7 separate regions of the Mus musculus genome follow, and all the other regions are linked to region 1. Evidence: chromatin contacts called from public Hi-C, HiChIP or PLAC-seq and promoter capture Hi-C data. All regions are on one chromosome and are shown on one strand. Each heading gives the region's core, a stretch centred on a gene start, on an enhancer-like site or on the middle of the called end of the contact. The rest is flanking DNA. Distances are from core to core; before and after follow the strand shown.

Evidence for each region. Promoter capture Hi-C pulls out the DNA fragments that hold promoters and counts their contacts. A called contact is a pair of places that touch in the nucleus more often than the background predicts. HiChIP or PLAC-seq counts read pairs in DNA pulled down with a chosen protein or histone mark. Capture Hi-C pulls out chosen DNA fragments and counts their contacts.
Region 2: a contact with region 1 is called in an H3K4me3 HiChIP or PLAC-seq map of pro-B cells, with 4 times the contacts expected there. The contact joins the enhancer-like site here to the promoter of Eif2s2 in region 1. A contact is called at or near these places in 9 of 39 promoter capture datasets (the 3T3-L1 cell line, the C10 cell line, the HPC-7 cell line and 6 more), 1 of 115 datasets of contacts at active chromatin or transcription factors (pro-B cells) and 1 of 9 other capture datasets (embryonic stem cells).
Region 3: a contact with region 1 is called in an H3K4me3 HiChIP or PLAC-seq map of neural tube, with 5 times the contacts expected there. The contact joins the promoter of Snta1 here to the promoter of Eif2s2 in region 1. A contact is called at or near these places in 4 of 39 promoter capture datasets (the 3T3-L1 cell line, hippocampal neurons, liver and 1 more), 5 of 115 datasets of contacts at active chromatin or transcription factors (bone marrow-derived macrophages, craniofacial prominence, embryonic limb bud and 2 more) and 1 of 9 other capture datasets (liver).
Region 4: a Hi-C map of Sertoli cells shows a contact between it and region 1, with 2.7 times the contacts expected there. The contact joins the promoter of Trp53inp2 here to the promoter of Eif2s2 in region 1. A contact is called at or near these places in 11 of 39 promoter capture datasets (the 3T3-L1 cell line, the C10 cell line, the HPC-7 cell line and 7 more), 1 of 484 Hi-C or Micro-C datasets (Sertoli cells), 3 of 115 datasets of contacts at active chromatin or transcription factors (extraembryonic endoderm stem cells, large pre-B cells and pro-B cells) and 1 of 9 other capture datasets (liver).
Region 5: a Hi-C map of B cells shows a contact between it and region 1, with 11 read pairs. The contact joins the promoter of Pigu here to the promoter of Eif2s2 in region 1. A contact is called at or near these places in 5 of 39 promoter capture datasets (the HPC-7 cell line, hippocampal neurons, maxillary cranial neural crest and 2 more), 2 of 484 Hi-C or Micro-C datasets (B cells and CD4 T cells), 3 of 115 datasets of contacts at active chromatin or transcription factors (astrocytes, large pre-B cells and memory CD8 T cells) and 2 of 9 other capture datasets (adipose tissue and liver).
Region 6: a promoter capture Hi-C map of the C10 cell line shows a contact between it and region 1, with 3 times the contacts expected there. The contact joins the enhancer-like site here to the promoter of Eif2s2 in region 1. A contact is called at or near these places in 4 of 39 promoter capture datasets (the C10 cell line, hippocampal neurons, pre-B cells and 1 more).
Region 7: a promoter capture Hi-C map of adipose tissue shows a contact between it and region 1. The contact joins the promoter of 1700003F12Rik here to the promoter of Eif2s2 in region 1. A contact is called at or near these places in 3 of 39 promoter capture datasets (liver, neutrophils and pre-B cells), 3 of 115 datasets of contacts at active chromatin or transcription factors (embryonic stem cells, forebrain and microglia) and 2 of 9 other capture datasets (adipose tissue and macrophages).

The regions. Positions count from the first base shown.
Region 1 is chr2:154,891,454-154,894,242 of GRCm38.p6, forward strand. It overlaps Eif2s2 (eukaryotic translation initiation factor 2, subunit 2 (beta)), which reads right to left and starts at 1,453. Exons shown (of 9, transcript NM_026030.2): 1 at 1,237-1,453. The coding sequence starts at 1,251.
Region 2 is chr2:155,403,524-155,406,312 of GRCm38.p6, forward strand. It overlaps Ncoa6 (nuclear receptor coactivator 6), which reads right to left. Exons shown (of 14, transcript NM_019825.3): 10 at 1,952-2,789. Among named protein-coding and RNA genes, the nearest start is that of Trp53inp2, 23 kb to the left of the region's middle. Within about 2 kb of position 1,333, at least 68 of the 459 cell types and tissues checked have an H3K27ac peak or open chromatin away from gene starts, as enhancers often do. A contact at or near this core is called in the HPC-7 cell line, hematopoietic stem and progenitor cells and pro-B cells, where this site is marked.
Region 3 is chr2:154,406,657-154,409,445 of GRCm38.p6, forward strand. Snta1 (syntrophin, acidic 1) reads right to left here and starts at 1,428. Exons shown (of 8, transcript NM_009228.2): 1 at 1,024-1,428. The coding sequence starts at 1,315.
Region 4 is chr2:155,380,459-155,383,247 of GRCm38.p6, forward strand. It overlaps Trp53inp2 (transformation related protein 53 inducible nuclear protein 2), which reads left to right and starts at 1,398. Exons shown (of 4, transcript NM_178111.3): 1 at 1,398-1,559.
Region 5 is chr2:155,356,036-155,358,824 of GRCm38.p6, forward strand. Pigu (phosphatidylinositol glycan anchor biosynthesis, class U) reads right to left here and starts at 1,389. Exons shown (of 12, transcript NM_001004721.1): 1 at 1,231-1,389. The coding sequence starts at 1,360. It overlaps Mir695 (microRNA 695), which reads left to right and starts at 782; the gene lies at 782-890.
Region 6 is chr2:155,294,302-155,297,090 of GRCm38.p6, forward strand. Pigu (phosphatidylinositol glycan anchor biosynthesis, class U) reads right to left here. Exons shown (of 12, transcript NM_001004721.1): 10 at 2,782-2,789. Among named protein-coding and RNA genes, the nearest start is that of Map1lc3a, 19 kb to the left of the region's middle. Within about 2 kb of position 1,335, at least 71 of the 459 cell types and tissues checked have an H3K27ac peak or open chromatin away from gene starts, as enhancers often do.
Region 7 is chr2:154,547,504-154,550,292 of GRCm38.p6, forward strand. 1700003F12Rik (RIKEN cDNA 1700003F12 gene) reads left to right here and starts at 1,401. Exons shown (of 3, transcript NM_029305.2): 1 at 1,401-1,564; 2 at 1,833-1,892; 3 at 2,037-2,547. The coding sequence starts at 1,439. The coding sequence ends at 2,444. It overlaps Necab3 (N-terminal EF-hand calcium binding protein 3), which reads right to left. Exons shown (of 13, transcript NM_021546.3): 6 at 1-58.

The DNA of each region.
Region 1 (2,789 bases), core at 203-2,702:
TGGGATTCTATTACTAGCTCAGGCACTTGGAATTTTATTAGAGGCACTGTACAACTCTAAGCTCCAATTGGCTCATCTCTAAAATGGACTTACAGGAATTTATTTTACTGAACCCTGGAAACCAACTTAAACTAGAACTAGTTCCCATGAAACAAATCTCTAATTCCTTAATGTAGTTACCTAAGTCCTCCATAAACTAACCAGCATCTACTTCAACCAAACTAGTGAATACTTCACTTTCTATGCACTTTCTCCCTTCTTGACCATAAACGCCTTGTGATCAGTTTTCTCATTGGTTGAGAAAATTCTGATCATTTCTAGAGCCCATTCAAAAGCCAACTCTGCACAGAACCTTCAACTATTCCTCTTACCCCTCCCCTAGGCCTGTAAGTCAAGTAAGTCACAAATTCTTCGTAAAGTACTTCCTTGGGGCTAGGATTAGGCTTCTAGGCCCAATGCTAAGCAATATCTAAGCCAAGACCACTCTTTTTTCTTTAAAGTCATTTAATGGTATGTGAACTAGGATAAATCTGGAAAAGGCAAAACCCAAAAAGATTTAAAAGAAAAAAAAAAGACACAATAAAACGGGGGACGGGGCTTGAAAAATTCTGAGATCCAAACCCAGTCAGTTTCACAGCCGGACCTTCCTGCTCACCTCGCCTGTAAAGGAAACTTTGGGACTCGGGCCCGAAAACTTTTCTCGAAAGGTGGTCACTTCCTGAGACTTAAAATATCTTCTCCTCTGGCTCTTTGGGTTCCTGTCTTAAGAAATAAGGCCTCGAGCGGGAAACGGGAGCGAGATATCCGCCCGGAAAAGGCAGCCTACAAAGTTTTAACCTCGGTGCTCCACCGGAACCGAGAGGGGCCTCGCAGGGCACCCTGACCCCTCAGCCGTGAGAGCCGAGGCGGCTATGTGTGTGAGGAAAGGAATGCCGGGGCGGCCGGGCAAACTAACTCGGCATTCAACCCCTTTCCGAGAGGACGGCTCAACACGCTCTCCATTCCGAAACGCCGATCACCGTGGGAGACAGGCCTCGCCGCCGCCCTGAGGAGAGCCGAGGGAGACCAAGTCTGAGGATCCAGAGTCCTCGCCGGCTCCACAGCTCCGGGACGCCTAGGCCGGGCTGCTCCACATGGCGGCCGGCTACAGCTAGGCCGCAGGCCCGGCTTCTCACACAGGTGTGGGTTCGGCTTCCTGCCTCAGTCCTTAGCCCTAACTCCAGCTCAGCCTCTCACCTCGTCCCCGGACATGGCTGTAGTTCGAGCGGGTTCGGCAGGGATGAAAAGTCAAACCGGTCGGCTTCACGGCCCGGAGTCAGCGTAGCTCCCACCGATACTTCTCACAGCACCGCACTAGGCTCTTGCATCAGCGAAAGGGAGCGACACCCCGCCCTCCTCTCAAACGTTGGAAGTGCGCCTGCGCAGAGCTCGCCAAAGCGCAGGCGTACAGTAAAGCCAACCTTACGTGCTTCTCGTGGCGCGAGTTATTCGGCGACTCCCCGGCGCCGGGCATACTGGGACTTGTAGTTTGGCTAGAAAAGACCGGCGCTTGTGCGCTTCGGGAGTTTCGAGGGCGTGCACGACTGTTTTAAACATGTCAGGATGTTCGGGTTCTTGTGCTGCTGGTTACCTAAGAGGTTCGAAAAGTGCTGTGTTGCTTGTAAAGTGAATTTGGGGCCATTTTTCAGGTTTAACTTAGTGGAAACCCTAATATGAACCCGTGGAGCTGAGTTCACGCTTTCCCCTAGAATCGGTCTAGTATTCGAGGAATGCACCTCAGTAGAAGCGTTTCACTTCGTGAGAAGTTTAACCTTCTAGCTTTTTACTTCAGAAGATTCTTCCCTGGTTTTCCATAGTTAGACCGAGGAACGAAGCCGTCCTCTGAGGAGAAACAGCCCAGCAAGCTACAGTCTGTCAGGAAGCTTCGAAATAGTCTTAACTAGCTCAATAAAGGGGCTATGTTGAGAAATGTGTAGAGTAGGTAATTAACTTGTTGACGAACTTCATACCATATAAGTAAAGACACTACAACGTCCTAGGCGATATAATCATCTGGGACTATTAATTATGTGTCCTTTTTTGACTAAAGCTTCCTTATATGGTACATGACTCCTTGTTTATGGAGTCTTTGCTAGACAATTCTGGATGTATCATCTATTTTCCCTGGGGAGATACAGCTGCCATTTAGGAAGGCCTCGGAGTATGCGCTTGTAGTTAAAAAACAAAACAACAAAAAAACACCTGTGTTTGTAACCACAGGGAACTGCAAAGCCCCACTGTTTGAAAGAATGCTCAGCTGGGGCGTCAGGTGATCCACTCAGGTGACTGAAGGGACTGCTCAAGTAAGTAGATGCTATCAGGAGATGAGAGTAATTATCAAGTTTTTAATGCTTCTTGCATAAAAAGAATCAAGTGAGGATTAATCTATGATTAGTGAAAAAAAGCCCTCACGTTAGAAGAGATGGGGAAAGTACTTAGTGATTTTTGTAGTTGGCAAAATGTTCTTCTTGATTGATTTTTGTATTCATACCTGATTACTGAGTTTGTCTTTGTTTTGGTCTACTGGAATTACAAAATGGTCTGTCTGAGCTGGGTGTGGTAGCACTTACCATCCTAGCTCTTGAGAAGTAGAGGCATGAATATCAGAATTTCATAACCAGCCTGGACTACATAAGATTTTATCTTTTTAAATTAATCAATTAATTGATTAATATACTTTACATCTTGACCACAGTTTCTTCTCCTCCCAGCCCCTACCCCCCATTCACTCATCCTCTATTTCTCTTCAG
Region 2 (2,789 bases), core at 83-2,582, 510 kb after region 1:
AAGAATACTCTAGGCTGAAAATGTAAAGGAATATTTCAGGTAGAAATGTCAGCATGAGTCTTTGAAAGACAGAACAGACTTAGACCCTAGAACTAGAACACACGAGACACTCTGGAACACAACTTTATGGACTGTACAGTAAAGACTTAAGGCTTAAGTATGCCAGGGCTATCAAGGGTATGCCTTCCATCTTAACACTATAGCTTAAAATTCTTGATAAACTACAACAGTAAGTTTTACCCTTTGATGGAAACTGAATTTTGTAGATTTCTCTCTGCTTAGTAGCTTAATTGCTGGTTCATCTCCCTAAAACTTATGTTTCTCTACTATCAATTGTGATTCAAATAAAAATATTTTCTAATTATTTCATCATTATTCTCTTAGTATTAAAGGAAAAAGTTCCCTAGAAGGAAACAGAAATGGAAATATCAAGCATCAGAGAACATACTTAAGCCACACCAGTTCCTTCTGGTTTACACAAGGTCTCATGTAGCTTAGCTTGGCCTCAAACTCAAGTCTGTAGCCGAGAGTGGCTCTGCTCTCCATCTTACCTCCTCTCCCACGTGCTGCATGTGTGCACCACCATGCTCAGCTTTCTTTTTAATTCTTATAGTCACCTACATCAACAAAATTCAACCTTGAAACACAGAGCCGTCCCCAGCAAAGTCTCTCTCTCGTAGGGACATTGAACTCTTTGCAGGTCTTCACCCCTTCTTGTATCTCTTTAGGTAAGAGGGAGAAAGAAGGGACGGAACCTTTCTAGAGCTATGTCTGGGGCAGTAAGCTGGCACTTGATATTCAAGTTCTCTCACTGAATCCTACATATCCTGGGTGGTAAAATTATAATCTCCACTTTACAGGTGAAGTACGAGGAACTCACCAGACTGTAACTGGCAACCAGTGGAGCTAAAATTTGAACTCTGATCATAACCTGAAGCTGGTATCCTTTCTGCTCCTCCTCCTAATTGGTAGGCACTCAAAGTATTTTAGCTGCATAAATAAAAGAGGTATTATTAGCTGGCTTAGATACTGCAGAGGCCCCTAGCTATGACTAACTTATCTCTAGGTATGTGGAGCTTCTGCACTACTTGAGCCATACAGGAGAAAGGAGGTATAAAGACACCTGTTTCCAGTACTAACCACTGACCTAGTGCACAAGAAATAACTTGAACTAGATGTCCACTAATGCAGTTTACTAAGAGGCCATGTCCAAAGGAAACAGGCAATAACACTTAAACCATATTACCGTATTTTAGGTTCTGTGCTAAGCATGTGCTAAGCATTCATTACCTCACTGAAATCTTGTGACTATGACTGTCTCCACATTACAAAGGAGGAAGTGAGACTTGTCCCAGCCCATTGAGCTGGCAAATACTGCAAGTCTATCTGACTTTTCCCCACTCAGATCTTCCTTTGCTTATCATGAAATCTGGTTTTCTGGTAAGCTTTTCTGGAGCAGTCCAAACAGAAAGGCCCCTGAGTTAGCATACAGTGAGAACAAGGCAAGAAGTACAATGGGAGGGGCATAAAGAAGTTGTTGTTCACACTCAAGGGATGATGCCAGGCCAGAGACATAAAAGAGTATAGGCTCAACAAATATTAGACATTTCTGAGCTTCAATCTTTTCACCCACAGGAAGGAATAAGACTATATCAATGGTTGGTATAAAGATGATGTGAGATAGTATGTATGAAAATGCTTTTTAAAACTGAGGAACATATATACACATGAAAATGAAACATGAATCAGTTCAGAAGCCAGGAAAGAACCATGTTAATGAATATAAACTGAACATGGCATTTAAAAGCATATTTTTCAATGTACTTTCAGTAAGTAAATCTACAACTGCCATTTTTCTTCTTTTAAGTAGAAAAGGGCTGTGCTTTCTCTCTTGTGGGACAGGCCAGCAAAAACCTGACATGAGGAGCTGATGCCAAGCTCAAGTACATACCTATGCTGGGTAGAAGCTCTGGATGGGATCCCACCTTCTCCTCCACTAGGCCACCTGCAAGTGGCTCAGATGTTACGCCACCATGATTGCCTTTTGTGGTTGGCGCTGTGGAGATGAGCTCAGAGGGTACCAATGTGGTTACTATTGAGCGTACACTGGTGGGAAGAGCACCGCCAGGTAAGATGGGTCCTGTTGAGGTGGAGCTTGGGCCCATGGGGCTAGAGGTCATTTTTAGTAGAGTGGGTGCTGAGGGTGTTGGGGTTTTACTGTCCAGCTCTGTGGAGCACTGCTCTGTTCCCATTAGCCCAGGAGTTGTGATCTCTAGCCCTGGGCCTTCAGTCTCTCCATCTGCACCATATTGTTCTTCCCCTTTCTCCAGAGAGCCTGTAACTTTCTTACAAGCCTTGGTCAGCAAAATCTGGCCAATTTTGTCCACTTTTCCTTTGCCCTTACTGGATGAGACTGGGCTTCGACGATTGGCAGAGGAGCCTGGACTATTGGTCAAAAGGGGAGAAACTACTGTGGTTGGCTGTGAAGGAGGCAGAGTGCTCTGGTCTGCTGAGGTGTTCGTCTGAGGACTAGCCTCATCTGGATTTAATTCTTTTACTTGCTGGACAGAAGGATTAGGAGCGACAACTGGAGAGGATGTACAAGGAGGGGAAGGCAGCTGAACAGGAGTGGCTCGTGAGCTAAGGACCAATGGCCGACCTGTCTGTATATTTGGAGCAGGACTACTGGAGGGGACATTAGGTGTTACAGGAGCTGAAGAAAATTTTATGTTCTGAGGTATGTGTAAAGGTCCAACAACTGCGACAGAGGGAGGCATCAGGCCACTGTT
Region 3 (2,789 bases), core at 178-2,677, 480 kb before region 1:
GTTGCTTTGAGAGTCCCTCCTGGCCTCTTTTTCTCTCACACATGCCGGCAAGCCCTGCTCTCAGAAACATCCTCATTGTAAAGTTACCAAAACAGACTCAGAAATGGGAAGTGACTTGTGGAAGTTCACAGTTCTAGAACTCCAATGGCAGCCTAAATGAGTTAGGGAAGGAGTCAGTCGGTAAAGTGCTTGCTTGGCATCTATAAAGCTCTAGGCTTGATCCCCAGCACAACATAAACCTATTTTAGCAGCAGAGCCCAGTAATCCCAACACTCTGGAGGTGGAAATAGGAAGATTATATTCAGTGTTCTCCTCTGCTACATAGTGACCATGTGTCTAGCCTGGCATACATGAGATTGAGATCATGCCAAACACTTGTCAGTCTTGGAAACTAAGAATTCTCAGGAAGGAATGGCAACTCTGGGTTCACTCTCTCCATGTACCTGTTCATGTACAAATGGGCAGATGAGGAGACTCAACCCTAGCCATCAGGACTCCCAGCATAGGCAAACAGCCTCTGAAGCCCAAGATGTCTAGGTCCTTACTGGCCCCTTCTCTGCTAATGCCTGTGCCTCCTACCCATCTCTGGCACCCACATTGGGCTCCCAGACTCCAGGCCTTTACCAGTCTGCCTAGGTTGTGTCTCATGACTTCCACCTCCTTCTTGTTCTAGCAGTGTCCCAGGCCTCAAGTCCCTTTCCTTTCACCGCCGCCCCCGCCCCTGTCAGTCTTCCCGGGGACCCTCCTGCCCTTGGTACCCATAGCTACCATTTTGCTTCAAAACAGAACTAAGCACCAATGTCCTTGGTGCGCCCCCCCATCCTTCCACACTTGTGTCTTCTGAGTCACCTGAACTCCCCAAGCCCCTTCCGACCTTGGTGCTCTTCCCTCACTCTGTTCCTTCCTCCCCCGGAGACTCCTTTCCGCCCTAGACAGGTTTTCGTTTACCAGCCCCCATGACCCCTGAGCGCTCCGCAGCAGCACAGACAACACGACCCCGTGCCCTGGGTGCCCCACACCTACCCTTGATGCTGATGCCCAGCCCGCCGGCGTCGGCCTTGCGCACCGTCACGCGGCGCCGCTGGAGCAGCAGCGCTTCTGGCAGCTGTGGGGGCGCCGCGCCGGGCTCAGCGGCGCCGTTGAGCTGCGCGGGCTCCGGCTCCGGGCCGGGCTCGCCGTCGGCGGGACTCACGGTCAGCGCGTCCTCCGCCAGAGAGAGCAACACCCGCTGCCACCGCTCGCCACCCGCCCCGGAGCCCGCCCCGCAGCGCAGTTCCAGCAACCCGGTGCGCGGAGCGCGCCTGCCTGACGCCATCTTCGCCTCGAAGTCCCAGTACACTGCGCTCGCCCGGTCCCGCCGTACCCGGCCCGCTCCGACCCAGCGCCCAGGGCAGAGGGCGGCGGGGCAGCAGAGCCAGTCGCCACCCTACCCCGGCCTCGGGGGCGGAGCTTCGGAGGACAGGCTGTCGGGGGCGGGGCTAACGGGGGCGGGGCCCCGGGAGTGACTGAAGAGACGCTACCCGGTAAACTAAAGATGTGCAGCGGGATCACTTGGGAGTGGGTCAGAACCGCGTTCCCTCACGGCCACAGTTAGAGGAGGTTGAGGGTGGGGCGCTCTGCGGAACATAAAGGGGCCGGATTCTATGGATGGGGCAACACAAGGATCCAGTTCTGTGCGCCGTCGAGGATTGGACCGTAGCTCGTGGAAGCTGAAGGACAAGAAAAAGAATCAAGGATCCTGGGGTAGGGCTGCCTGTGTCAGGACCATAGGCTCCAGGGACTTTGCAGACAGAGTTAACTGGCAAACGAGCTAAGGAAGATGGTTTCTCACGTTTTGTGAGCCATGGGGAGAGGGTACCAGTAACAGTCTGTGGGCCTGACTCAGCTTAAGGGTGCAGCCTCTAAAGAGGTAAGCCTACCCACCCACCAGGAGGAGAAATGCCACTCCTTTGAGGGTTTGGTCCCATCACTTGAAGGTAGAGGCTGAAGGGTCTGCAAGTTTGAGTCCAGTCTAGGCTACATGAGACCCTGCCTTTAAAAAATAAAAATAAAAGTGAAAAGACATAAAGAGATAGAAGGCTCAGCGGTTAAGAGCATGGGCTGAAAAAAAAAAAAAAAAAAAAAAAAGCCGGGCGTGGTGGTACACGCCTTTAATCCCAGCACTTGGGAGGCAGAGGCAGGCGGATTTCTGAGTTTGAGGCCAGCCTGGTCTACAGAGTGAGTTTCGGGACAGCCAGGGCTACACAGAGAAACCCTGTCTCAAAAAACCAGAAGAGAGAGAGAGAAAGAGAGAGAGAGCATGGGCTGCTCTTACAGTGGAGCAGAGTAAAATTCACAGCATGCACATTGGGCAGCTCACAACCACTTGTAACTCCAGCTCCATGGAGATCTGACACCACTAGTTTCCTTGGGAACCTGTATTCACATTGCAAACAAGTACACCCATGCACACAAAAATAGTGAAAATAAATAAAATGACATATGATTTTATATATATATATATATATATATATATATATATATATATATGCAATACATGTATGTCACTTATTCTGTGTTTGCATGACACATGAGCTGGCTGATCTATGCTATCATTTGTGCCTTGGGTAAACCCTGCATAACTGAGACACATGAGTACTAAAAGCAGACCTCTCTTCTAACCTGGGTCTTTCTGGCTTCCAGGCTCACATCCCTCCTACTCCCTTGCCCTGCATGCATAGCAACAGGAGATAATTTCACTCTTCACTCACGGAGCACTTATCGAACTAAGCAAGATGCCATCCATTTGC
Region 4 (2,789 bases), core at 148-2,647, 490 kb after region 1:
TCTCCCAACTCTGTTCCAGAGACCCAGACGCTCTAGCCATGGAAATCCCCTAAGTATTTCACAGGCCATTGCAAGAGCTGGGGCCTGGAGCACAAACCTGGCAGAGTCTTGGAGGATGACGGGTCTGGAAAACCCTGTCAGTTCTAAATGTGAATATCCATGGCAGCGTGACAGATAAACTAAGGCCCAGAATAGTAAGGATTTAACTTGAAATCACACAGGTTGAGACACAGGACTGGAAGCCAGGTTTCCCTTTAGAACCCTGGAGTTCAGTCCCTCTGGTGTAGGGTGTGATCAGAGTCAAGGCTAGTACCTGTGAGTTAAACTCCTGGCTCTGCCAAGGACTATTCCTTAATTACCTCGGAAAGTTGCTTAGATTCTCCTGGTCTGTTTCTTTAACTGTAAAAGGAGGATGCTACCTACCTTTTGGGTTTATTGTAAAGATTAAAAGGCAGCACAGTGCTTGGCATATGGTAAGTGTTCAGTGTCAGCTGGCAGTCTGGAAGAAGCAACCGTAGGTGCCCCTTCTTCTTTCCCTCCCCTCCCTCGGAGTCTCCTGTAGCTCAAGCTGCCTTTCAAACTCTTGAACCCATTTCTATCTACCAAGTGGTGAGATGAAAGGCAGGTACATGTAATCTCAGTTTCTCCACATGTAAATCAGGACTAACAATCCCTGCCCTGTCTGTCACTCTTTCCCCCCTGACCTGTTCCGGTAGCAACGTGGACTAAATAAGGTATGTAAACGTTCTAAGCCGAGCTGTCTCCAGGTCAATGTTTATTCAGCTTAGAGCAATTTCTTTCCAAGTCCTACGCTGGCCAGATTTCCTGTCAGCCCCATCAATTCTCTAACACTCGCAGGTGCTCCTTTGTAACCGCGGAAGGGGCAAGGTCCGCTCAAGCCCACCGTAAAAAGGAGCGGGGAAAACAAAAAACATAGAGGAGGGAGAGCAGGCAAGTAGGGCAGTGTAGAGAAGTGGGGTAAAAGGACAAGGAGGGTAAAAGGGACTTACAGATGGAGCGCGGCGGGGGTGGGTGGGGTGGGTGTCCTGCACCTAAGATGCAGGAGAAGGGATGTGCGGAGCTCTGGGGCAAGTGAGGGAGCAGGGATGTGTGCGGAAAAAGCAGCGAGGTGGGATTCTTGAGGAAGAATTGGGGGGTCGCTTTCAGTGTGAGGTCTGTGGGTAACTGGGGGCAGGGAATTCGGGCCGTCACCTCCACTCAGACAGAGGCTCCGAGAGCAGCTCCCGGGCTACAGCCACCCGCTGGCAAACCGCGGAGGGGCGGGGAAAGAGCATTCGGCGCCTGTGATTGGCTGCCGTCCCGACGGCCGCTGACGCGAGCGGGCGGGCCCCTTTGTGACGTCACAATCAGCTGTTGAAGCGTTCGGATTTGTGCCCTGAGCCCGGGCGCAGCGGCCGCAGCAGCTCCGGGCGTCCGTTCGGGAGCCCCGCCGTCTCTCGGCCCGTCCCCGGTATGCGGCTCCAGTTGTGAGCACCGGCGACCCGGGGACGCCCGGCCGCACAACTACCTCAGCGCAGCGGTTGCTGCAGCGGCCCCAGGTGAGTCCCGACCTCCGGGCTGGGGGCTCCGGGCACCCCCAGGACACGCCCTGCGCCCCCCTCTCCCGTTCTTTGTCTGTCTCCGCCGGCGGCAGCCGGAGCTGCGTTCTTGGCTCCCTATTGGTTGCTCCAAGCCGGTAGGCCATGACGTTGCTTTATTTGCATATGACATTGAGACGTCACCAAGGCCAGCCCCGCCTTCCAGGCTTGCATGGGTGCTTGTCCTCTGGTGACCCGGTGGGCGCTATGTCGTGCCCAGCCGGCCGAGGGTTGAAGAGACGCTGAAAGACAAGCGGGATCCGAAGGGACTCGGCGGTTTCCTGGGCTAATCTAGGGACTGGGGTCAGGCCTCTCATTTGTTTTTTCCTTGTGACCTGAGAGAGGGTAGGACAGCAAAGCTCGATTTAAGTTGAGAGGGCGGTAAGTAGATGGAGCTTCAGACTCCAGGTCCTGGAGACACTACCAGATGGTAGCGGATCCCCTCTGTCTTCAGGCTCCGCCCCCTAACATAATAACATCCTTCTAATCCCTGACATGTGTGCAGAGCCTGAGTTGATGTCATTTTCAGCCTACAAATATTGAGGGTCTTAAGCCCCACTTCACGGAAGAGGAAACTGAGACTCAGAGAGACGTAGTTTACTGGAGATCTCAGCCAATTAGAATCACACTCACTAAGTGGTAGATTCCTTAGCTGAAGTATAAGCTACATGCTTACATACATCTACTGAGGACCCTATCTTGGGTTCAGCACCAACCACAATTTGATGGGATGCTTCAGTCTTCATGATCCTGGACATTTTCCCAGGAGGTCTCTGAAAATTGGGTCTCTTACAAGGCCCTGACCTCCTCTGCCTTCTTTCTACTTCAAAACCCAATAAATGGCCGTCTCCCAGCTGTTTTGACCACAGAAAGGTGAGTCACTAGTTGCCTGCCTCCAGGTGTCTCCAGGGCAGATGTTGTTGAGAGGGAGTTGGGAGTTCCCTCTGTGGGCCTCCCATCAGAGCTGTCAGCTGGGAGAACCAGACCCTTCCCTGGCATTAGTGATGCAGAGCTTATGCTGTTTCCTGAGGCTGCTTCCAGAGTGACAGAAGGATGTCTCTTACTTTCCAAGTAAGTAGATCTGGAGTCCTTCCCAGGTTGAGGGTCGCTCAAGAATGGCCTGGGCTAGGGTTGGCTTAGGCCTCCAGTGCTATTCTAGGCACAGCCTCTGTAGTATTAAGGGAATGGTTC
Region 5 (2,789 bases), core at 139-2,638, 460 kb after region 1:
TATATATGTATGTATGTATGTATGTATATATGTATGTAGGTTCTGTTTTGTTTAAAGACTTAAACTTGATCTAGACAGATGGTTCAGGGGATAAGAGCACTCAATGTGCAAACATGAAGATCTGAATCTAAATTCCCAGCACCCCTGTCAAAAGACCCAAAATAACCATTGCCTGAGATGCCTGTAACTCCAGCATTGGGAGGATTGTAGGAGTGGAGACCGGCAGAAACCCCCGGGGGTGGGGGCATACAGCCCAATTGAAATAGCTTCAAGTTCAAGTAGACCCCATCTTAGGAAATAAAGGGTAGAGTAATACAGAAAGACACCAGACATCCTCCTTTGGCTTCTGAACACACACCACAAGCACACACAACCCCCGCCCATACACACACAAGTAATAATGACAATAAATAAATAAATAAATAAATAAATAAATCAAACTGTAGCCCCAACCTAACCCACATCTTTTTCTGCTCTGAATATTTCACAACCTCGGGTATTTCTTGATCCTTTGCAACCTTAAAGTCCTCTTTTTTCTAATCTTTTCCCAAACCTGGTCCTTCATTCATTCATTCCGGAAAAGGGAAGGCAGTTTACTCAGGGTCAGACACTAAGGAAGTGACTATAGAAACTTGTTCGTCTCCTCTACTGTCCTGTGGCTCCTTCAGCTCAATCTCTGTCTTCTTGGAGGCGATAGTATGCAATAGGGTTTAATACACACACACACACACACACACACACACATACATACATATATTTAAAAAGCAAACTAAGAAAAACTTCACGAGGAATCCTAGATTGGGCATAGGTGACTGAAGTACACAGCTGCCTTTCTTACAAAGGCACTGGTTACCTTGGTCCTGGTCACCGGCTCGGCTATCTGCTACTCGGTGGAACACCCCCAGCAATCTCACTGTCAAAAGCTAACACTTCACAAGTCCCAATGCACACATCACCCTCGGATATCCATCCTTCCGCGGATCCCGCCGCCTGACTCGGGATACTGGGACACGCCCCCTCGGATACCCATCCCTAGGGTAGTGGGGCTCACACTCCACATCTCCTCCACACCCCATCCTCCACACCAAAGCTCCGCCCTCAGCTCGAAAAGAACCCCCAGACGCGGGTCAGTCTCCACAGAACCGTGCGCTTGTGTCCACCTCCTCCACCTCCAATTCAATTCACAGGCTGGCAGAGCGCCGACCGCCCTACTCTAGTCAGTGGCCTCACCTCTCTTCCAAGAGCTCAGTGGGGACACCACCTCCACCCTCTCGGAAATGAACTCGGCCAAACTGGAGCGAAACAAGGCCGCCCTCACGGTCACGGCCACCACAAGCACCAGGGCCAAGGGAGCCGCCATGATAACTGAGGCGGGCGCGCAGGCAATGCGGAAGAGCCTCAAGACTTGCGCGCCACACTGTAGTACCTCCGTGGAACGAGTGCCGTGGCTGTTGCTGGAGCACACAGACTTTAGGACTACCATTCCCAGAAAGCCCTGCGGCGAGTCGACGGAAAGTGGGATGTGTCAAACTTTTTGCAAAGGTTTGGACTACGCCTCTGATCAAGCAAGAGAAGTGAAGAAATATTGTACCTATTTTACTGAGATCGTGAGCAAAATTTAAAGAAATAATTTCACTCGTGTGAATATTTTAATGTTAAAATGTTTACCTTTATATTTTTAAAAAGTGCGACACTCGTATTTACTGAGCGCCAACCATCCTCAAGGCACTATATTGTGTGGCGAGGAAACACTTTGGAGTGGTTAATTATTAGCTTTGCGACCTTCAGCAAGTTATTTAACCGAGGGAGTCAGAGCAGGAACTCAAGGCAGGAGCTTGAGGCTAAAACCGCGGAAGAACCCTGCTTTTATAGACTTTCTCTTCTGCTCATGCTCAAACAGCTTTCATGCACAACACCAGCACACCTGCCCAGGGATGCTTCCTCCTCCGACAATGAACTGGGCCCTCTCACATCAATCAATTTTTCAAAATCAAGACAATTTCTCACAGACCAATCTGATGGAAGGCAATTTTTCAACTGAGGTTTCCTCTTCCAAAATGACCTTAGATTGTGTGAAGTTGAGAATAATAACCAGGACATGTACTGCAGCAAATTCTGTGTAGGATGCAGTTTTGCTTTTCTCAGTTCAGGTTGGTAGCTTGAAATCCCTCCAGGTGGGAGTGTGTACAGCTCAGAGATAAGCAAACATAACAAGTCAGGGGTTTGGAGAGCCCGTTGATAAGCGCCAACAGAGCCCGTTGATAAGCGCCAACAGTCGTTATGTATGAAAAGTGCTACATGGGTGCTTTAAAATTAGCTATAATAATTAATTATGCAAGAAATTTTTATATCCATGAAGAAAATGGAACAGTGCATCGATTGTATGACCATGGTTAACAAAAAGTATTGAATACTTCAAAATAGGGAGTAGAGGTTTTTGATTTTTCCTAGCACAGTAATGTTTGAAGTCATATGTCAGTTACCCTATGATTACTTGTATACTGTATTGGGTTATCATACTGTACCCCAGTTAAAAAGGAAAAACTATATTTTTAGAAAAATAAAATAAAATAAAATAAAATGCATAATTGAGAATATCCATGGGGAAGGGAGGAATGCTGGTGACAGAACAGGGTGACATTTTAGATGAGAACGGCAGGATGCCTTCTCATGGTTTCCAAGCAGAGGGGACAGCCTCGGAGTCAGGAAACAACAAATATAAATGAGAATCAGGAAAGACAGCCGGAGAGAAGGCTCAGCCCTCAAAGGCTAGGCTCACAACCAAAAGG
Region 6 (2,789 bases), core at 85-2,584, 400 kb after region 1:
ACATGTCCAGAGCAGGGCCTATTCTTCTTTTCTCTTCCACTGGCCAATGCAAGAAAATAGGTAAGGTGGGACCTGGGAGATCAATACTAGCAGCTAGTATTTCAATGGGACATTCTACAATATTAACTATATTCAACTAGAACAAAAGACTTCACAAAATGTCTACTCAGGGTCCCAAGGCCAGAGCTAAAGTCACTTAGTGAGAGGACAAATCCCAAACAGATGCTCCAAACATTAGGAGTCCCTGGACAGTGCACACAGCACAAAGCATGCTGACTACTATGCTCTGCAGGAACTTAGGATATGCTGTGTCTATGAAGTCCTTGCACAACCACTTGATGCCTCTCTCTACTTAGTAGAGCCTATAAGATCATCTAGGTTTCTGGAAATTTCCTCTTTCTCTGCCCCATCATCTCTGTGGGCATAAAATAATTTATTTCAAGTTTTAAAAATATTTATTTCAATGTCCCTGGCTGCTATACCGGCAGCTTTGATGGTGGAAATATGCAGGGGATACCCTGGTTAATTATCACTGATGATAACTGCAGTGCCATTAACATATTTTCTTTTTTCAAACTTAAAAAAATATCCATGCCGTGCAGTGGTGGTGCACGCCTTTAACCCCAGCACTTGGGAGGCAGCCTGGTCTACAGAGCGAGTTCCAGGACAGCCAGGGATACACAGAGAAACTCTGTCTCGAAAAACCAAACCAACCAACCAACCAAACAAACAAAAAAACCCAAAAAACAAAAACACCCCCAAAAAAATCCATGAAAAATACTTTTTTTTTTTTTGAGTCAGGTCTCATATGGCCTGGAATTCCCTTTTGTAGCCTTGGCTAACCTCAAACTTGCTATCCTCCCGCTTCAGCCTCTTAAGTGTTAGGGTTATAGATCCATGCCAGAAAGCTCCACTTACTCTCTTCATCTCATGGACGGAAAAGGAAAACTCAGAGGCGCAGAAAGGCTAAAGAAGCTGCCTGGGAAAGGCAGAGTGTAGACTCAAGCTGTAGTCTGTCTGTCTACAAACTGAATTCAGCAACGTGAGAATGCTACACAACGCCTCTGAGGAAGGGCAATGCCCTCTTTAGGACGGACAGCTAACGAAAACAACCTGGTTGGGACAGGGAAAGACCAGTGCCTGAAGCCCTACCCTCCCACAGACCAAGGCATGTCTATATATTCCAATTGCCTGTGATTCATCACTGGGTGATTCTTATCTGTGAAATGAGGATGTCACAAGCAGAAGATGCCACCTCCTCTCAGTCAGCTCAGATTGGTCACCATTCTAACCAGGCCTGAGAGACACACCTGGCCTGGGCGTGGTCTGCCCACTTCACTGTTTACCTTCACTCCGGGGCTACACTCACAGGTAGGTTTCCTACTCACAGCTGGTCAGTTTCACTTCCTGCTTGACACCCAGACAAAACAACAGGAACTAACTTCTTGGGCAGCTTGCTCTAGGAGTTCGCTTCTGACGCTTGGCTGCATATCGCAGCTCCTTGAGAGAACCAGGAAGGTACCTGGGCTCTGCTTCCCTCACGGGGAGGGGAGGCTTCAGCAGCCTTCTACATACATTTGCAGACTCTTTTCCCCCCTTTTTCGATTGTTGTTGTTTTTCAAGACAAGGTTTCTCTGTGTAGTCTTGGCTTCACTATGCTGAACAGGCTGGCCTCAAACTCAGAGATCCTCCTGCCTCTGCCTCCCAAGTACTAGCATTAAAGTTGTGTGCCACACTGCCCTGTCATTTGCTGATTCTTTTGTGTTAGAATCCATGTTGGGTGTAAGGATATCTTACCCTACAGGAGCCTCGGGAGAAATGGGTAGAATTGAGAAGGGTCTTTATAGGAAGCAGGAAGTCCTATGTTCATAGCCAAAGGCTACAGTTGCACTTGTTCAATAAGAAGCTTGACCACTGTCCAATAAGAAGCTTGGTCACATGTAGCTTCATACATTTAATTTTAAACAAGAATTTCAGTTTCTACTGACACCATGGCTCTTCTTTGTAGTCTCAGTATTCAGGAAGTTAAGATAGGATGACTTCTTCTAATTTTAGGACAGCCTAGGCTATATAGTGAGTTTCAGGATAGCCTTGGCTACAGTCTAGGATCTGTCTCAAACAAACAAACAAATAAACTAATGGAAAAAAATCTGTCCATGACAGTATACACCAGTAAACCTGGATCTGAGAGGTGAAGGCAGAAGGATCAGGAGTTCAAGGTAATCTTCAGCTATACAGTGAGCTTAAGGCCAGTTTGGGCAATATGAAACCCTATGCCACAAAGCTGGAAATAGAGGAGAAAAGAAAGAAAAAACTTAGTTTCTGTATAATATTAGTAGCCACTCTATTAGAATACAGACTAGACACGGTCATCATTACAAACAGCGAGGTTGGACAGCACTGGGCAAGGCCTAGAGAGCTAGGCTCCAATTCCTAGTCTTTCTATTTAGCAGTCACAGGACCTTGAACAAGTGGCTCTATCTTTTTGTACCTCAGTTTTCTCATCTGTATAAGGAAATACTTACCTCCAAAGCTGATGCAAAGACAAAATGACCAACAGCAGTCAGGAACACAGTCACATGCTCTAAGCGATTGTTCTTTGTCACTGACCACAGGACCAGGAGGCACAGAGGCACATGCATGCTTCAGTGGCCTCCTCTTTCTCGGTGCTACCAGCAATGGGTGCCCAGTAAATGCATATCAATTCCTTCTCCCAGCTATTTCGCCTAGCAGTTAGCTGCACTTGAATCTATCCCTAGTGAGGAAAGTCAGAATACTCACATCTGTAG
Region 7 (2,789 bases), core at 151-2,650, 340 kb before region 1:
TCTCCCGCAGCAGAAATCGTGTGACAAACTGGTCCACCTTGGAGGCCTGTTCATACTCCTATGTGCAGGGCAAGATAACAGGGAGCTTACCTTGCTCATGAGAGCAGCAATGGAAGTGGACAGAGCATGCAGGCCAGCACAAGCTAGTTACCACTCACTTCCCATCTTTGTCTCCAGACAGGGTCTTAATTTCTAGCCCAGACTTGCCTTGACTTGGGATCCTCCTGTATATGCCTCCCCAGTGCTAGAATGAATTAAAGATGGGAACCACTCTGCCCAGCTTCTAAGGCCCCTTTTCCCAGTGCAGATGGACTTTGTTCATCCTTGCATATGAGGCTGGTTCACAGGATCATACCCTCCTGGGACACTGGGTTCTCCTGGATCTCAATTCCTCTTCAAAGTTAAGGCTGAGCCGGACGTGGTGGCGCACGCCTTTAATCCCAGCACTCGGGAGGCAGAGGCAGGTGGATTTCTGAGTTCGAGGCCAGCCTGGTCTACAAAGTGAGTTCCAGGACTGCCAGGGCTACACAGAGAAACCCTGTCTCGAAAAGACAAAAAAAAAAAAAAAAAAAAAAAAAAGGCTCATGCTCGCTTCTGCAACAGCTAGTGAGGCCTCTAATAGAGACCTATATATATATATGTAGCTTCCAACAAAATGCAGTAAATGTCTGTTAAATGGATTGTTGAGTGGAATAATGAAAGAACAAGCAAATGTCAGCCAGTACGGGGTCATATCACACATCATTTTGTACCATGTGTAAAACTGGCCTTAATGGGTTTCATTTTTGATGTATGATCTGCCTTGGTTAAACTAAGATGGTAGCTTCTGGACCATGCTTATAACAAATGGGATAGAGTAGTGCCCGAGTCCTGCTCTAAGTCTGTGGGTTCTGTTTCCATGACATCTTTTTGGTAGTTTTCCTTTGGAGGTATAAGATCGATTTTCTACTGTTTGCAACCAAACCTGCTTGGCAGAACCAACTTCCTCATACCAGACTCATCCCAAGAATTGTTTTTAACCATCTTAACAATTTTCAGTAACCATAATTGACTCCATTTTGTATCTGGGGCCTTGAGAGGTTGAATCTGAGCCAAAGTTAAGCAGCTAATTAGTGGCAGGCCAGGATTCAAATCAAAGCCATAGAAGTCCCCCTCTACTCACCCTTAAGCACCTTATAAGTATTGCTTTGTTAAAGCACTAGCCCTGTTTTGCAGCTGGGAAGCTAAGACCAGAAGAGGTCATAGACAGTGGAGCAGTGGCCAGATTCCCCTGGGAGTTACAGGGGAGGAGCAGAGTTTTGGTGTGGTGAGGTCACTTGTGAGCTCACAATACAGTTACCCTGATGGGCGGGGCCAAACTGGGGCCCCTGGTTAGAGGGCAGGGCCGAGGCAGCATGGGCAGTGGCCTCTAGTGACCAGTCCTGTGACCAGTCCTATCATGGGAAACAGCAGTTCCCACAAGAGGACCAAAGCACCCAATCAGGCCAACAAGGACAGGCCACCTGACATGGACAAAGCCCGTCACAAGCAGTTCTTCAGCCATCTCAAGAGGAAGAAGCCAAGTGTGAGTATGGAGAGGCTAGAAGGGACGCTGGGTGCCAGGAGCATGAGGGGTTAGAGACTCTCTAGAGAGAACAGGATCTCTGGAGCCCATATAGGTAGTAGTAGTATAGGGATTCTAGAAGCAATGGCTGGGGGGAGGGGGGGAGGAGGAAGAGTGCTCTCTCAACCAGGGATCAGGTATAGTGTCTCTGGGACCACAGACCTGAAATACCTTTACACCCTCTCTCCAGCCCATGGCCTCGCAACACGCCACTTTCCCTTTCTTTCAGTGGCGAGAGGCTCCTGACCCTGCCCGTGTGGGTGAGAACCCCCGCATCAAGGCTGGGAAAGTATGCAGTGGTCAATGGGTTCCTGTGGGGAGGCAGGGTCTCAGGGTACGGGGCACAGTGGGGCTCCGGAGGTTGGGTCGGGCACGGAAGAAGCCTCAGGCCCCACGAGGGCATGTTCTTCCCTTCACACCCGCCCACCCCCAGACCAAGATCGTGCTGCTTTTCCCGCTGGACAAGCGGCAGCAGCTGGCCGAGGCAGCGGCGGGCCCATTTGTGAGGCCGGTGCGGCCAACTGAGGACCCGCTCGGCGCCCCAACGTGCTTCCCAGCGGTGGCGCCTATGCTACGTGGGGCTGGCGACGGCGTGGACAGGCGCGAAGGCGCGCGCGCTCGGGAGATGAAAAGGATCCTGGTGCTGCTGCTGCAGCTGGACGCACGGCTGCAGGAGGAGGGGCGTCGAGTGGGAGGCAGGCCGGGGGGCGGGGCCAAGGTCCCGCAGTGCTGGCAGCCGCTGTATGCGCACGTGCTGACCCAACGCGATGCCTGTGGTGAAGGCGACCCCCGCGAGGAGCAGCCGCGCAAGCGGCGCCGCTGCCCTCGCCCGCGGCCCTGAGTGCCTGGCACGACCCCTAGCGCCAGGACTCTGCTCAATAAAGAGCACATAGCAAACCCTGTGTCTGCCACTTCTGTGCCTGCTGTCGGTCACCTGGTCAAAACTGAGGCCCCGAGCGAGTAGGAGTTAGAACAGTCACCAACACGACCTGGAGCTAGGGCTGCCTTTTACTTTTCGTAGCACAAAGGTCAGCTCATGCCAAATCCGTAGACTGAAGGTGGACTTGAGCAACGCTAGGAAGAACTTGTTTCAGGCAAAGGTTTGAGGTCTCCAAGAGTCCCCAACGTTCAAAAATCCCTCTTCGGAAGAGGAAGGGTTTCAGGCTTACAAACATCATACCAGGAT